Linked DNA regions of Gossypium hirsutum: region 1 is linked to region 2. A link is a contact called in public Hi-C data. All regions are on one chromosome and are shown on one strand. Each heading gives the region's core, a stretch centred on a gene start, on an enhancer-like site or on the middle of the called end of the contact. The rest is flanking DNA. Distances are from core to core; before and after follow the strand shown.

The links. A called contact is a pair of places that touch in the nucleus more often than the background predicts.
Region 1: a contact with region 2 is called in a Hi-C map of leaf, with 2.0 times the contacts expected there. The contact joins the promoter of LOC107945090 here to the enhancer-like site in region 2. A contact is called at or near these places in 5 of 34 Hi-C or Micro-C datasets (leaf and petal).

What each region holds. Positions count from the first base shown.
Region 1 is chrD12:5,380,140-5,382,839 of Gossypium_hirsutum_v2.1, forward strand. LOC107945090 (NAC domain-containing protein 6) reads left to right here and starts at 1,268. Exons shown (of 3, transcript XM_016878940.2): 1 at 1,268-1,643; 2 at 1,738-2,006; 3 at 2,121-2,700. The coding sequence starts at 1,460. The coding sequence ends at 2,546.
Region 2 is chrD12:5,331,824-5,334,523 of Gossypium_hirsutum_v2.1, forward strand. No RefSeq gene overlaps it. Among protein-coding and RNA genes, the nearest start is that of LOC107945088, 17 kb to the left of the region's middle. Within about 2 kb of position 1,413, at least 7 of the 9 cell types and tissues checked have an H3K27ac peak or open chromatin away from gene starts, as enhancers often do. A contact at or near this core is called in leaf, where this site is marked.

The DNA.
Region 1 (2,700 bases), core at 18-2,517, 48 kb after region 2:
TCAACTTCTCCTACAGGGCGATGAGCTCGTTAAATGAATAGGTGTTCTTGGAAGACCTGATGAATAGAGTCTTGTTCAATGTTCTGGGGTCATTGGCAACTTTGATGGTGTAGGTTCCAATGTCAGCTTCATGGTTGAAAACAACTGCAAATGGTGATGGCAGATGTTTTGTTTAATCTCTAAAACTAAGCGGTCATCAAGTTTCTGATTAGAAATGCTTTGTTTACCTTTAGGCTTTGGTGCTGCCTGTCAGGTAGGCACCACCAAATCTCAGGTTGTGTTGGGTTATACGGGTTATTTTGGTGCTGCCAACTAACTACTCTCCATCAATATAATATATTTTTTTGGTTAACTGATTTATGTCACTGTCAGAAAAAATAAGTAGTGTGACCTCTGCACCACCATCCACCCCTAAACAGCCAATTCCCGTAATTAATTGGGGTGAGATACCATTTTTGAATTTTTTGTTTTATTTTATAATATTTTGGTAAAAAAGCTGGTGAAACTTCTATTTTCTAATGTGTGCATGTTACCAAAGTGTTCAATGACTAGATTTATTATACGGATTATTATGAAAGTGTATCTTCTCATTTAAAAAGTGCGACTTAATTTTCTCTTCAATCTCTATTATTGTATTTTATTCTTTAGAGTTGTAATAATTGTATATAAACATTCTCCTACATAAAATACTTTTATGTTCTTAATATTTAGAAAGAAACAAAGTAGCAAGAATAATTAATTCAATTCAAGTTTAATTGTAGAAGTTTGGAAGACTAAAAAACAACCGGAGGCGAGCTAACAGTAGCTTTTGGCTACCTTAAAATGAAAATATTTGAATTAATCTTTTTAAAAATAATAAATTAATTTATAATAAAATTAGATTTTGTTTTTTAAAAATTTTATAATTCAATTTCGAAAAATTCTACCTTTCTCACTGTATCTAAGATTATTTCAAAGATCAAAGTATGAGGTAGAAATTTCCTTTCAAAAACCTTACTATTATGGCTTGGAATTTCCAAGCAAAAGTCCACATTCACAAAAATAAAAGGCGAAAAAAGAAAAAGGAGGTCAAGCAAGACCTGAGAAATCAGTCATGGTCTACCTCACACAAATCTAGCAAAGATTAATCAATTGCGACTTTATTGTGTATAAGCGTGTGGGTTCCACCATTTGTGAAAGACTTCAGTTTCCATTTTGTACAGTACTTTTAAGTTCTTTCATGATTTTCTTTGGTGATGACTTGGTCTTAGTTTTGAAGCTTTTCATCACAACATTTTAAACAGATACTTCTAATCTTTCACTTGTCCAAAACGTTTATAAATCAGCAATTTCATCTAGCATCCTTCTAAATATCCACCCAAGCCGGTGTCTTTTGCATGCAAAATCACTTTCTTTTTTCTTTTAATTTCATTTTCAATATTAACCCAAACTGAAACCCTGTAAAAATACTTATACCTCAATGACCTGCCAATCCAATTCTGATGATACCACCCTAGAGATGGAACTTCCGGGCTTTCGATTCCATCCAACAGAGGAAGAACTCCTTGGTTTTTACCTCAAAAACATGATTTACGGCAACAAGTTGCGTTATGATGTAATTGGATTTCTCAACATTTATCACCATGATCCCTGGGATTTGCCTGGTACATAAGTGTTCATTTGTTTGTTTAACCACATAGGAAAATATGATTGTTTAATATATGTCTAATTCGGATGTTGTTCTTTTTTTTTTTTTAGGATTGTCGAAGATTGGGGAGAGGGAATGGTATTTCTTTGTGCCTAGAGATAGGAAGCATGGCAATGGAGGGAGACCAAACCGGACGACTGAAAATGGGTACTGGAAAGCCACTGGTTCTGACCGGAAAATTGTGAGCTTATCAGATCCAAAGCGGATAACTGGCCTGAAAAAGACTCTTGTTTTCTATAAAGGGAGAGCTCCACGAGGAAACAAGACTGATTGGGTCATGAACGAGTATCGCCTCCCAGATGGTTGCTCCTTGCCTAAGGTAGCTTTTTTTTTTATTTCTTAAGTTAATTTGCATTGAAACAGGATTGCTTAAATTACATTAGCAGACTTAAATGGAAGGTCTTGGGTCTTATTCTTCTATGATTGAATGCAGGACATAGTTTTGTGCAAGATATACAGGAAAGCTACCTCCTTGAGAGTACTGGAGCAAAGAGCAGCATTGGAAGAAGAGTTGGAGGCAACGAACACAACAACTTCTTCTCCATTGTCATCCTTAGAGACCATCTCCTTTCGCAGCCCAAAAGAAGATTTGGTGCCATCAATTTCTGAAACCAGAGAATTCTTCAAGAAAGAAATTGAAGAAGAAAAAGAAGCAATGGTGGAAGAGAAAAAAGATATAATAGCAAAGGAGAACAAAGTTTCTCCACCATCTCTGCAATTTCCTGTGGGCAATGAAAAATTGGCAGAGCTTCAATTGCCCAAAATTATAAATGACTGGACCCAGGATCAATTCTGGACTCAGCTAAATAGCCCTTGGTTTCAGAATCTGACACCATATGCAAACATCCTGAATTTCTAATACCCTAAGTTACTTTGCCAAGCCAAGCTTAATTTAGACTCTGATGTAGTAAATAAGCTTTAATCAGCTACTGCTATATCTCGGTACTTGGTTAGGTCCCCTCGGCTCACATTGAAGTTTTGGATGACCATTTCTTTTACTGTGTTCAAGCTTT
Region 2 (2,700 bases), core at 163-2,662:
TATACTAATCAAAGGAAGCCTACATCGACTTTCTATTTGATGACCAAATATATTTTAATAGTAGAGTGACTAGAATTGAAAATTCACCTAAAAAGAGTCACGAAATTAAAAAAAAAAACTCCTACGACTAAAAATCTTAATTCGATTAAAAGCTTGAGTGACTATTTAAGTCGTTTACCCTAATGTATTTTATCTCAATTTTATCAAAAATTTATCAATTTGTTCATTATTCTAAATATTCAAAAAATTATAATTTTAAAATATTAAAAAATTATAGAATTATGAAACTAAAAACTTAGCCATTTTTCATTAAATAAAATAAAGTTATAAAAACTAATAAAATATAAAAATTGTTTAAAAAAATATAAAATAAAATTAAAGTAAAAAGTAACTGAAAAAGGGCGCCGTCCCTAGTTCGAGACACCCCTTTTAAATTCAAATATTATTTTTTTATTTTTATTTTATTTATTTTTATTAAAATATTATTTTTACACTTAATATACCATTTGATATTTGAACTTGACATTTTTTTCTAGTTTGGTACCTAAATTTTTTTAGCCGAGTTTGGTATTTGAACTTGACACATTTTCTTAATTTGGTACCTAATTTTTTTTTTGTCTCAATTTGGTAATTGAATTTGATATATTTTTTAAAAATTCGGTACCTAAGCTTTTTTTTAAGATCAATTTGGTCCAAAAGTTCAAGTCCAAGATTAGGAAAAGTGTCAAGTTTAAGTACCAAATATTATATTAAGCTTATTTTTTTATAGGTAGTGTTGCCTGACATATTAGCAACACCACCTTTTACTATTCAAAACGATCCATTCTCGTAAATAATCTACTTTCCTTCCCATTTTTATAATTATTATTTTTATGTATTATTAATGTAAAAAAAAACCATGCATTTCTTATGTTTTTAGTCCATTTTGTAATGGACTCTAAAAAAAACTGTTTGATAACTTCGGCCGAAGAAAAACCACCATTTGGCATGTTTGGTCAATGAGAAAATGTCACATGAAACTATCTTATAAAATATATAAAACTTTAAAAACATTATAAAATTGAAATAAATATATAAAATTTAAAATTAAAATATATAAAAATTATAATATAAAGTCTAAAATATATAAGAAAATATACATATAATTTCTAAACAATTATTTTAAATATTTTATTTTCCTTTTCTATTTTTTCTCTCTATTGTTCACCTCTCTTTCTCAACTCTTCTTATCTTTCTTCTCTAGTTCTCCTAATGTTTTTGCTGCCACAATGCCCTTAAAATTCTGCAACTTTTCCTTGTCCTACTATAACTTTTTTGTTTTTTTGAAAATTAGCTGGATTTTATTATTGAAGATAAAACAAAGCCCAAAGCAGAAAATCCAAAATACAAAGTGGCCAATTCCTAAAGACCGGCCCAAACCCAACAAAAGATAGGAGTGTGTTCTAGAAACTTTTGCTATCAACAACATTAAACATAAACACGACTCCTGAGATAACACTAGTTAAAATATCTCATAAATTCTCACAGCTTTCAAATCCTCTTCCCCAAGCTTCAGCAAGACAGAAAATAGAACAACACCCATTAGCAGATTTACCCACTCCTTAGACGATCTCTTTCCACCATCTCCACGGCGTAACCAAGTACTCCTCCATTTTTCATCCTTTTGTTCTCCATTTCTTAGCCCTTCTGTCGCTAGCAGATTTGCAACTTCATTCTTTGTCCTTTTGCCATGTAAGAACTTGCATATCTGAAAAGCTTTACTTAGCCAAAGACAGTCTCTAATGATAACACTGATCTCCAATTTATCATCCTCATCCTTTTGTAGTTTTTTTTTTATTACTGATAAAGCATCACTCTCGACCTCTACTGCCATGACCCCTAGATCCAACCACATTTGAAGCGCTTGGGCGCATGCAATAGCCTCTGCAGCAAAAACTGAAGAAACCCACACATTTTGAACAACTCTAGACCCGAATACCTTCCCTTTCGAATCCCTTCCAACAATCCCAGAACAAGACCTGTGCTCATCCTTTTTAAATGCATCATCAAAGTTGATTTTCACAAAGGGGCTCTCCAGTGGTTTCCACCTCTCTTCCACCCTCGACTTGACAGGTAAAAGAATTTTTAGCCCATCCAATTCGCTCAAGTAATTTCTTACGAAATTTGCAGTTTCTAACGTCGTTATCTTTTTGCTTTCATGCACCCATCTATTTTTTGCTGTCCATATCGCCCACAAGCCACAAACAAAAATACAGCACTGATTCTAGGAATTATTCTCAAACAACCAGGTATCCCAACTCAAAAAATCCATATCTTCAATTAAGTTTGGCCACTTACAGTTTAATTCTTGCCAAAATTGTTTTGTCACTGAACATTCCCGAAAGATATGTTCTCTGGACTCCACCGCATCCGCACAAATAGGACAGAGGGCATTTGTTGTTAATCTCCTGTATTGTAGATTACTTAGCATAGGAATAAAATTCATGAAGCATCTCCATACTATAATCTTCAATTTTTAGGGGAGATTGACTCCTCATAGTTTCTTGTAAAATTCCCTGAAATATGTCTAGTTGTAAAATTGATTAGCCACCCTTAATTGTTGCATCAAAAGCTTGTAAACATTACGAACTGAAAAAGTTGAAAATACAACTAGGATTTTTGGTAATAAAACCGAAAATATAGCTACAAATGATATAAAAT